4 separate regions of the Sus scrofa genome follow, and all the other regions are linked to region 4. Evidence: chromatin contacts called from public Hi-C, HiChIP or PLAC-seq and promoter capture Hi-C data. All regions are on one chromosome and are shown on one strand. Each heading gives the region's core, a stretch centred on a gene start, on an enhancer-like site or on the middle of the called end of the contact. The rest is flanking DNA. Distances are from core to core; before and after follow the strand shown. Region 1 holds the start of FNDC4 (fibronectin type III domain-containing protein 4). Region 2 holds the start of AGBL5 (cytosolic carboxypeptidase-like protein 5). Region 3 holds the start of PPM1G (protein phosphatase 1G). Region 4 holds the start of ATRAID (all-trans retinoic acid-induced differentiation factor).

Region 1 (2,700 bases), core at 102-2,601, 240 kb after region 4:
CCCGCCACGCAGTGGGTCCGAGAGCAGGGGGCGGTGCCGGCGCGGCCTGGCGGCTGGCCTGGGTGCCCCGGGCGGGAGGCAGTGCGGCTGCCTCCGCCGGGCTCCTGCAGCGAGATGTGACCGTCCCGGGAAGCCAGCCGCCGCCTTCTGCAGAGCTGGCCCGGGTCGCTCCGCCGCAGCCCGGCCGGGACTTGCAGACCCGCCCCGCCCCGCTGGGGTTCTCACCGCCGTCATCACCGCCCCCCCAACCCGGTTCTTTCGGGGCTCCTCCCACGACCCTCTCATTGGCCCCCATCCCTTCTGATCCCGGCACCATCCGAGGAGCCCCGGCGGCAGAGGGGGAGGGGGCGTCGGGAGAGGCGCAGGTGCGAGGGTCTCGGGCACCTGGGAGGCCCCTCCCTCCCCAGATGGAATTAGCCAAGTTGGGAAGAGGAATTCCACCCCCGGTGCGGGAGGGGACAGAGTGATGGAGATAATAATTATTTTGACAATCTCCTACTTGTAGACTGCGTCAGCTTTTAAGTGTCTTCCCCATTCATAACCTGATATTGATTCCCTTCATTCTCTCATTCGTTCCTTCATTTATTAGGCAAATATTTATTGAGCGTCTGACATGTTCAAAGTTGCCGATTCAGCTGTCATTAAGTGTGCTGGGTTTATAGGGGAAATTTAAAGAGCAACGACCTGTTTCTTGTTCTAGCTCTGCGACTTACTTTAGTGTGGCCTTGGACAAATAGGTTAATGTAAGTCTTAGGTTTTCCCACTGTAAATCAGAGCGTGCAGATCCTTACAGGGCTGTTGTGAGGATCAGATGAGACAATGTTGGGGAATGGGCTTTATCAATCTTACAACCCTGTGTGGATGAGAGATTGTTATTCATTTTCACCAGTTTGTCAATTACTTCATTCAATAAACATGGAAATCCTTCAGTTATTTCATGCTTTGGCTGAGCATGAGATCTGGAGGGAGAACTTGGGTATAGGTCCCAATTCTGTCAGCTGTGTGATCTTCACCAACTGACCTAACTTCACGGAGCTTCAGTTTCATCATCTGAAAATTGAAGTATAGTTGATTTACGATACCGTATTAGTTTCAGGTGTGCGGCAAAATGATTCCGCTATATCTGTATCTATATGTATGTATTTTTTTTATCTATTATCCGTTATAGGTTATGACAAATAGTGAAAATAGTTCCCTGTGCTGTACAGTAGGTCCTTGTTGTTTGTCTCTTTGACATATAGTGGGGTGTATCTGTTAATCTCAAAATTCTAGTTTATCCCTTCTTCCCCCCTTTTCCCTTTGGTAATCATAAGTTTGTTTTCTATGTCTATTTCTGTTTTGTAAATAAGTTCGTTTGGATCATTTTTTTTTAAGATTCCACCTATAAATGGTATTGTCTGGTATTTGTCTTTGTCTTTGAGTGGCTTCACTTAGTATGAGACTCTCTAGGTCCACCCATGTTGCTGCCAATGGTGTTAATTTCATTCTTTTAAATATCATCTTCTTAGTGTTATTGTATCTAATGAGATACTGTATGTGAGAAGCATTGTTCAGTAAATAAATGTTGGCTAAAGTTGTATTTAGGGCAGATACTTTCTAATTCTCATTGCAGTATAGCTATTTCTGGGGCACTTCAGTGTGTGCCCCCCTGGGGCTCTGAAGCTTCTGTTGCTTTCCTTCTGAGAGGAGAGGGGAATGGGGCAAGTAGGGCAGGAAGGATTGTGTGTGCTGAGCATGTGATCAAGCCATGCTCCAGGTCCTCCGACCTCTGCTGACCCTGAGAACCCTGATCTCTGGCCTCCTGATGCATCCTGGTTCTGGAGCATGCATGCCCAGGGTTCTTTTTGCCCTGGATCTGGGTATTGTCTTTCTAGGCTCCAGGCCTTCCAGAGAAGACGACATGGTCTGTTGGGCAGGAGTAATGAACCTCCAGTCTTCCTCTTCAGGGGCAAAGCAGAGGCTGTCCCCTTTCCGGGTGCCTGCAAAGGGGGACCTCAGGAACTCCTCTGGGGTGGCCAGAGAGCTGGGGGCCTAGTGACCAGGAAAGGGTGAAGGCAGAAGTGCTCAGAGGGGGTGGTGCTCAGAGAGGCCAGGGTACTTGGGTTAATCATCACTGTGGCTCAGATAAGGGCCTGCCAGCTGGAAGCAGAGTCAGTGGGACAGAAGGGGTTTTGTGGCTGGAGAGGCAGGCTCGACGGTGTGTCCACAGCATTGGACCATGCCAGGCACAAAACGCTTTCAACATGTGATTGAGACCCCGGAGCCTGGCAAGTGGGAGGTGAGACCCTTTCTTCCTGTTGGCCTTCTGGGCTGATTCCTAGAATCCTGTCTCATCGGGACTTCCCTCCACCCCAGGTTTCTGCTCCCCCCCTTCTCCTTCCCATCTTCCTTCCTGGTCTTCTTTCTTTTTTCTTTTTATTAAAGTGTGGTTGATTTACACTGATCTTCTTTCCCTAATAGGCCCAGAGTACCAAGTGCAGGCTAAATGCTGTGTGTGTGTGTGTGTGTGTGTGTGTGTGTGTGTAAGTCCTAGCACTGAGCCCACGGCCACTCCCACCTCCAATTCCGCAGGCCTGAATGAGGCTTTGCTCCCTGCCTGTAACCTTGTCCACCCCCTCCCTCTAGTTGTCCGGGTATGAGGCAGCCCTGCCAATCACGGAGAAGTCAAACCCACTGACCCAGGACCTGGACAAAGCAGAT
Region 2 (2,700 bases), core at 116-2,615, 150 kb before region 4:
TCAAAGAGTTAAACATCTAATTACCATAAAACTCAGCAATCCCATTCCTAGGAGTACACCAAGAGAAATGAAAACACACAGAAACTTGTACACCAATGTTTATAGCACTGCTATTCATAAAAGACAAAAGGATTAAATAGCCTAGAGATCCATAAGCAGAAGAACAGATAAACAAAGGAATGAAATATTATTTAGCTGTACAAAGGGACGGAGTACTGATACATGCCACCATTTGGATGTCTCGAAATATTATGATAATCATATGATATTATGATATTATGCTAAAAATAGATAGGTAACAAGGACTTACCAACTCCCTTACTATAGCACAGGGAGCAATACTCATATTGTTATATATATATATTCTGAATCACTCTGCTGTACACTCGAACCTAACACAACATTGTAAATCAACTACCCTTCAATTTTTTAAAGTGAAAGGAATTAGACACCAAAGGCCACATCGTTTATGATTTCTTATATATGAAATCTCCAGAAAAGGCAAATTCCTGAAGACAGAATGTGGATGACCTGTTCCCAGGGGCTGGGTGACCTGCACACCCGGTGTTCTTCTACGGTGATTTTTTAAAAGTTTTTCAGCTAGAGAGGGTGATCATTTGCACAACATGGAGAACGCACCAAATGCCACTGAATTGTTCCTGCTTTTGAATAGGTCATACTTTAGAACTGTTATGTGAATTTCGCTCAAACAAACAAAAACAACCCAAAGCAACCTAATTAAATATGTTCTGCTTTCCAGCCCCGGCCTCCCCTCAAGAACAAGGGTGAGAGCGCTAAACACCGCTCCGAGAAAACTACCCCAAGTTAACGCTCTCAGACACAATGGTAGCATTTGCAGCGGCAGAATAAAGTTATAGCGGTACATCAATGCGAAAATATTCATCTCCTGCTTTGCGGATGGGCCCAAGGTGAACCTCGTGTTGTGGTCAGTGAAACCTCCGATTTAAAGCTCAGCCGGAGAGACCCCATAAAATATCGGAGCTACAAGGGGCTTGAAATCATCGCCCGACCTGGATCTGCCCGGGCGACTGTGATTCCAGGTAGCATAAACAGTTGCCGCAGAGCTGGCAATGGAGAGCAGGTCTCCCCGAACACGCACCCCGCCACATCGCGAAGCAAAACTCCACGCTCTAGCTGGGGTTTAGGTTTGTTTCTTTGTTTTAAAACCCCAGGAGCCTTTGGTTGGTCAAAGGATTGTGGGCCGCTGGCATGCAGTCCCCGAAAGAGAGAGGTGCAGGTGTGAGGCGGGCAGGGGAGGGGGCCGGGTGGAACTGAGCCGCCCGACTCCCTGCCGGGTTTAGGGCCCCGCCCGCAGTGGTTAATCCCTGGCGTCCAGCGCAACACTGCTGCGCCGCCCGGCTCGTCTCCTGCAGCTCCGTGGTTTGTATCTTTCCTGCTCTCAGGCGGAAGAGATCCTGACAAACGTGGGGTAATCGACTGAATGAATGTCCTTCACATCAGGAAGGCAGTAGGATATTATTGGCGCCTCCGGAGAAACCCGAGGGAAACGAGGGGCGGAAATAGCTAACGTAAGCCGTCGGGGTTTGCAAACCCGGCCGGCGCGGGGAGATTTTTGACCACCTGTGCGTACCCGCCCCACCCGAGAAATGGGGTCCAGAAGTCAGGGTTGTAGGCCAGATCTCTAAGCGTCCGCAGTTCTGTAGAAGCCACCGCGCGTGAGGGGTGGGGGTATCGCTTCGTAAAAAGCAAGGAAACGGAAGTGTATTGCCGGTGTTTCCTTCGTCTAGGGCTGGAAAGTGGCTCCTTTGGCAGCTTCCATTGCTCGCGCCTCTGTCTCCGGCTTCCTCTGTTCTGTGCAGCCTAGAGGAGCTGGAGACCAGGGCACGGGAAAACCATTGAGACCCTGAAGGAGTGCGATCTTGGTAAGTATTAGAGGACATCCGCAGCTTTGGGAAACAGCGGAGCCTTCGATAGCTCAGTTGGTAGAGCGGAGGACTGTAGTGGATTACCCCTGGCAATCCTTAGGTCGCTGGTTCGATTCCGGCTCGAAGGACTTCGTCTGACGTTTTTTAAACCCCTACCCGTTTCGGGAAAAAAGGCTTTACCTAGAATGTTTGAATGAGCACTGCCGCTGCTCCGTGCATGTATGCAGCAAGTACTCAGCACGCTCTCTTGTAAGTTACGTAGGCCTTATTATTGCTTGCGTGTAATTATTATATGCTTGCTTTAAAAAATCTTGCAGTGATACCACTGCACTGGCTCCACTGCACTCGAGAACTGAACGAATATTCTGAATTATAGTGGGTGCTCTTGTCAGTGGACACCCCAGAACAACCTGTAAGGCAAAGGGAAGGACTTCAGCAGCAGCCGGGGGATTAGCTCAAATGGTAGAGCGCTCGCTTAGCATGCGAGAGGTAGCGGGATCGATGCCCGCATCCTCCACTCGGTTTTTGCTCTACGCGTTGGAGAATCCCTAAACCTTAGGAGAGGGTGGACTAGGTGGGCGTTTCATAATTCACAGAATAGTACAGTAGGCAATGCTTGGATTCGCATACGGTCCTTTTATTTTTGCAGATGAGTCTTCCGGTGCCCTTCTTGGTGACTTTGTCTTTTCCTCCTCCCGGCGGGCAGTCCGTTAACTGCCTTCTACGAAGACGCGGGCGGAACCCTCCCGCCCGGCCTGCGGGCGGAGTCCCGTAAACGGTACCGGCTCAGGTA
Region 3 (2,700 bases), core at 175-2,674, 170 kb after region 4:
ACCTGAAGCCCACCTAGTAAATGGATCAACCCTCAATCCCAGACAGAATTATGAGCATTTCCCTGGCTCCTCTGCCTAGATCTCCCGGTACTCTTCACAAAAACATGTCACACGTCTTTCCCCCTTCCCTTCCTACCATAGTTTTCTCCATTCTCCTTTGCAGTTTCCCATACAGTTGCCCAATACTATGCCTTTTTCTCCAGAATTTTTCCATAGCAAAATTTTCTATGAAAGAAAAAGAGTTCTCTGTACGTTAAGACAAAAAGTTGATGAAATTGTTGAAAATCAAGGAAACTATAAACTACAACAAGCACAGGCAAAAGACAAGTACCAAGTTTTAGAGAAACCCCGAGTGAGGAAAAAAAGAAAATCAAGCATTATAAAAAAAGAAATTATCGTGATGGACACAATTCAAGTTTTCCAAAGGCCATGAAAGGCCCTGAAACAAACAAGAGACAATTCTTGCAAGTCAAGTCAAACCTCCGAAATTAATTTGTGGTGCCCAGGGCCAGGCAACTAGGTATTAAGAATTTGAAACAGACCATTTACCCGGCTTCCTTTCACTGTCAAACTCCTCGTCCAAAGAACCCTCTCACATCACTTCTTTTTTTTTTTTTTAAGTACACTCATTCACATCTATCCCCCTCTCCCTAGCAAAATCAATGGATAGTCCCTTTTCATCTTCACTCCCACACTAAACCTCACACCGTTTGCGAGCCTGGAAGGCTGGGTTAGCACGAGAGGATGGCGCGAAGGCACGGGGACGTCGGTCAGTGGGCGGAAGGTGCCTCTCCCCACATGGCCGAGCCCTCACCGCCAAGGTGGCCACCGGCACACGGTTCCCTAGCACCGGCAGCTCTCTCGCTGCCTCGGCCCCGCTCTCGCTGTCGCCCCCCAGATTGCTGCTCCGGTCGCAGGATCTCGATTCGGACCCTTCCCCGAGGATGACCCCATCCCCCCGCTCCCTTTCTCCGTCGGGTTCCCGCCCTGCAGTCGCCAGCCTATGGGCCCCTCCCGCCTCACCTCCATGGAGACGCGCCAGCCTTGCATGGCGGAGAAGCCGTAGGGCAGCGGCAGGCGCGAGGCGCCGACCCCGTCCCCAGAGCACTTCACCGTGTTGGGCTGGGAGAGGTAGGCACCCATGGCGGCGGCTGACCGGCGACCTCAGGGGAAGGCGAGTGGGGCGCGACCCGTGCCGGAGCCGGAGCCCCGGGGGCGCGCGTGGCAGGAGCGGGCTAGACTGCGCGGCCGACGCAAGGTGCCGGTGAAAGGCGCGAGGCGGGCCAGGAGGCGGTAACGGGACGGGAGCAGAGAGGGAGCGGAAACGGAAACGGCACCGCTTCAGACCCCGCCCGGCCGGCGCGGCGCGGCACGGCGCCGCGCCGCGGGTAGTCATTTCCTTAGCAACTCGCCCCGCCCGCGGGGACAACGGCCCGCCCAACCGCCGCTCCCGCGAGACTGGCGCGGCCACGCCCACCAACGGCCGCGGCCTGCTTGGGCCGTCCCCGTGGGCTGCGCGTTGCCTCCAGCTCTGCCACCCTGTCCCCCGCCTCTTCTCCTGGCCTCGCGTTTTGCCTGAGCTCTTTTGTTTGGGACCTGGGGCTTCCGGTCCATCCTCCAGCGTGTCAGCTCCCTGTCTCCCCTCCGCGCCCGCAGACTCTGCGAACCGCGCCCGAAAAGGTTGACTTAAAGTTGGCTAGTATTTGTTCTGAGAGCATGAAGTATCCTGGCCAGGCCTTGTGAGGTCTGTGCCAGTGGGATGTGAGTCTTTTTGACAAAGAAAATGAAGACCTTGATCTATGACGTCTGTGCTGGTCGGGATGAAATCAGAGGAGAGTAAGAGATAGAAACCTACGGTAATCAAGGGAGTGTGATACTGGTACAAAAAGAGATGAAAGGATCAGTGGAGCAAAACAGAGCGCAGAAATAAACCCAGACACATCAGTTAAGACCCACAAAGGGGGTAAGAATATAAAAATGGAAGGAGTTCCCTTGGTGGTTAACGAACGCGACTAGGATCCATGAGGATGCTGGTTCGATCCCTGGCCTCACTAACCAGATTAACGATCTGGTATTCTGGCATTGCCTTGAGCTGTGGTGTAGGTGGAAGATGCAGCTTGGATCCAGGATTGCTGTGGCTGTGGTGTAGGCTGGCAGCTGCAGCTCCAATTCAACCCCTAGCCCGGGAACTTCCATATACATATGGGGTGCCCCCCCCAAAAAATTTATATAATAAAAGGATCTGGTGTTGCCATGAGGTGTAGATCGAAAACACACCTTGGATCCTGCGTGGCTGTGGTGTAGGCCGGCAGCTGAAGCTCAGTTTGGACCCCTAGCCTGGAAACTTCCATATGCCACGTGTGGGGCCCTAAAAAGACAAAAAAATTAAAAGAATATAAAGTGGGGGAAACATCAAAGCCCTCAGGAACCACTGAGTGGGAGTAATAAACTTCTTGTTCTACCAAAATAAATAAAAATAAAACGGGGGAAAGACAAGTCTCTTCAGCAAGTGGTGCTGGGAAAACTGGATAGCCGAATGTAAATCAATGAAACTAGAAAACACCATGCACAAAAATAAACTCAAGATGGCTTACAGATGTAAACATAAGACATGACACCATAAAATTCCTAGAAGAGAATGGAGGCAAAACATTCTCTGACATCAACCATACCGATGTTTTCTTAGGTCAGTCTCCCAAA
Region 4 (2,700 bases), core at 182-2,681:
AGGAAGGAAGGTCCCAGGACAGACTGGAAAACAGAAGCACAGAAACGGAGATCCTCCACTGTTGGGGTAAAGCGGCAGGGCTTCCTGAGAATTCTATTTGCATGAGATACAGAGAACACTCTTAGATGGCTGAAGAAAGAGAAGGGAAGCCAAAAGGAAGAGACGGGTTTTTCCACTAAAACTGGCACATAGGGCACAAGAAGCTGCCTGTGGGACCCTTTTAAAAAGTCTAACATACACAGACGAGAAAGAGACTCAATTTTCACCACCTTAACCATGCCCCCCCCCCCCCTGGTCACAAACTGGATGGCTTTGACTCCTACAAAAGGCAAAGGGGCCACTTTGGGACCAACCTTCCTAGGGCTTCAAAATTTGACCTCGTGCCTAGAATTCTTCAAGGTCTGAAAAGCTTTAGGGTCCTCATTAAAATCCTAGTAACTACAAAAGCCTTAGAAAATGTGCCAGCCCTCTGAGAGGAAATCCTTTCAGAAGCTTCCTGACACCTGGGGCTAGGTGGAAGGGAAGCCTGGCTCCTTAAGATAAGCGTTGGTTAGCTTTGATGAACTCCTGATGGCCCTAACCAAAGCCAACACTCAGTCCCTCCCAGCACACGGCTCGCTCTCACTCTCGGTGCCCTTCAGTCAAGGCCCCAGGGCCAACCAGGTACAGCACTCGTCTTACCCTTACCTCCGCCGCCCAGCCAAGGCTAAGAAGGTCCCGTGGTTCTTCCCGAGTTCTGCATCACTCTTTTTTTCTGGCAAACAAAGAAGATGAGGAATTAGGGAAGCATCTCGCCTTCCCCTATCTCCCTGCCAGGGCACCAGACACCGCGTGGTTTCAGGACGGAGGTGAAAAAGCGTGCCTCGGGTGTCCCCAGGCTCCTCTCCTCCCAGGGGGTTTGCCCTTAGCCCTTCGCTCCTCCATCTCCCTTACCCTCTTTACTTTCTAGCTTCTCTCCTCCCCTCCACAGGCGAGGCGGCGGGACCACTACCACCTCGCCCGGGGCACCTCCGATCTTCCCGGGCCACCACGCTCGGGGCCGACTCATCCCGCCCCTTCTCTCCCGCCCCTCCCCTCCCTACGCCACTCTCCTGAGCCTCTATGCTCCGGCCCAGCCCCTTGCGGCCCGCCCTCGTCCCGCCCACCTGCCGGGTCTCCGCAGGAGGGTCCGGGCCGGTCCCGCCGCGCCTGGCCGGGTGACAGCAGGGTCCCGCCCCCTGCCCGCCCCCGCCGCGCCGCCATGTTTACTGAGGGCGGAAGAATCGGCCCCAAGGCGCTGCGGCGACGCGACCTCGGCGTCCAGGCTGGAGGAACGCGGGGCTGAGAGAGCGGTCGTGGGGAGAGCCTTCATGTAACAGGGAAAAGAAGGGGCGGTCTGGCCCCCCAAAGGAGGACGAAGGCCCACAAAGAAGAGCGCTGGCCTCCGCGCGCTACGGCAACCCCCAGCCGGCGGACTGGCCGAGCCGGCTGACTGGCCGGGCCGACGGACCGCTCAACTAGCCACACCCCCGGGAAGGGCCAGAGGCGGTGGGGGCGGGGCCACACGCTCAAGTCTCGCGATCAGCTGAGAAGGACGGAGGGAGCAGAAAATGGCCCGTCCCGGTTTCCGCAGTCCCTCGAGCTTGGTGCCCCGGGCTGCAGCCCTGCTCCTCGTTCTGAGCGTGCCAAGGGCTTTGGCGTTACCCGAGGTACTGAAGCAAATTAGAGGCTGGGTTGAAACAGAGTTGCTCGCCGGCCCTCGGCTCTCCCCTCTTGGCCTCTCCCCTGCCAGCCCGCAGCCCGGATTTCGTCCCTGGGGCCTCCCTAGCGTAACCCAGTCGGCTCCACGGCTCCACGCCGGAGTACTCACGCTGCTGTCTCCCAGCGCCTCCGCGCTGCCGATGTCCAAAGACCTTTGAAATTTGACCTCCTCCCTCCTCAATGTTTGAGTAACTTTTAAGTTTTTCTTTCTACCAACAAGTCCTCTGGTTATTCTGCAAAATCACGACGCACGAACGCCGTATACCCTGCGGTGGCTGGACTGTACGTTCTGTTATGCTTGATGAGATCTTTGTGTACCTGCAGTCCTTTTATACCCGGTCAAATCGCGGCTGGCAGATTGAGAAGTCATTGGAGAGGGCATAATAAATATGTTCCAATAGTAATTCTCAAAGATGAGGTCCTTCCCTGGATGAGATCTGGTACAGAAATTCTCTGGTGCCCTGTTTTGGCACCTGGCTCCAGAAACGCTGTCTTCTAGTAAATCTGACGTAAAGGTAGGACACGTCTATGCCCTGAGTTAGAGGAATTCTAGACTGGCAGTTAATTTTTGGTCCCTGTTTTGTTTTTGTTTTTGTTTTTGTTCTTTTCCCTTGGCTTTTCTTTCTGGAGTCCTAATAGTTTTATCTCTTCTGCAGATATGCATCCAGTGTCCAGGGGATGTGCAAAATTTGTCAGAAGTGGCCCTTTATTGTAAACAGACACCAGAGCTAATGCTGCAAGGCCGCTGCTGCCTGAATGGGAAGGGCACCATCCTGGGGTGAGGAAGGAGAAGACATCTCTGGATATTGGAAAAGAGTTCCCAAACTGGATTCTTCAACGCTTGCCTGATTGGCTTTTAGGATAACTATTGGTACCTATTTTGGAGGCCTCTAAACTATGAGTCTCAGACTTTAAATCTGTTATAGCATTTTTGGCTAAGTAAACTACCCTGTGGCGCTT

Evidence for each region. Promoter capture Hi-C pulls out the DNA fragments that hold promoters and counts their contacts. Hi-C and Micro-C count contacts between places; a contact is called where the count stands out from the background. HiChIP or PLAC-seq counts read pairs in DNA pulled down with a chosen protein or histone mark.
Region 1: a promoter capture Hi-C map of liver shows a contact between it and region 4, with 4 times the contacts expected there. The contact joins the promoter of FNDC4 here to the promoter of ATRAID in region 4. A contact is called at or near these places in 1 of 5 promoter capture datasets (liver), 7 of 47 Hi-C or Micro-C datasets (heart right ventricle, liver and skeletal muscle) and 1 of 2 datasets of contacts at active chromatin or transcription factors (alveolar macrophages).
Region 2: a Hi-C map of liver shows a contact between it and region 4, with 11 times the contacts expected there. The contact joins the promoter of AGBL5 here to the promoter of ATRAID in region 4. A contact is called at or near these places in 1 of 5 promoter capture datasets (fetal liver), 1 of 47 Hi-C or Micro-C datasets (liver) and 1 of 2 datasets of contacts at active chromatin or transcription factors (alveolar macrophages).
Region 3: an H3K27ac HiChIP or PLAC-seq map of alveolar macrophages shows a contact between it and region 4. The contact joins the promoter of PPM1G here to the promoter of ATRAID in region 4.

What each region holds. Positions count from the first base shown.
Region 1 is chr3:111,676,220-111,678,919 of Sscrofa11.1, reverse strand. It overlaps FNDC4 (fibronectin type III domain-containing protein 4), which reads right to left and starts at 1,351. Exons shown (of 7, transcript XM_003481268.4): 1 at 1-1,351. It overlaps GCKR (glucokinase regulatory protein), which reads left to right. Exons shown (of 20, transcript XM_021087679.1): 3 at 2,626-2,700.
Region 2 is chr3:112,065,612-112,068,311 of Sscrofa11.1, reverse strand. It overlaps AGBL5 (cytosolic carboxypeptidase-like protein 5), which reads left to right and starts at 1,365. Exons shown (of 16, transcript XM_021087715.1): 1 at 1,365-1,904; 2 at 2,557-2,697. TRNAA-AGC (a tRNA gene) reads left to right here and starts at 2,352; the gene lies at 2,352-2,424. It overlaps TRNAY-GUA (a tRNA gene), which reads left to right and starts at 1,947; the gene lies at 1,947-2,035.
Region 3 is chr3:111,746,736-111,749,435 of Sscrofa11.1, reverse strand. PPM1G (protein phosphatase 1G) reads right to left here and starts at 1,424. Exons shown (of 10, transcript XM_005655254.3): 1 at 1,024-1,424. The coding sequence starts at 1,143.
Region 4 is chr3:111,918,497-111,921,196 of Sscrofa11.1, reverse strand. ATRAID (all-trans retinoic acid-induced differentiation factor) reads left to right here and starts at 1,431. Exons shown (of 8, transcript XM_003125294.4): 1 at 1,431-1,688; 2 at 2,397-2,518. The coding sequence starts at 1,590. It overlaps SLC5A6 (sodium-dependent multivitamin transporter), which reads right to left and starts at 1,894. Exons shown (of 18, transcript XM_021087700.1): 1 at 1,850-1,894; 2 at 688-754.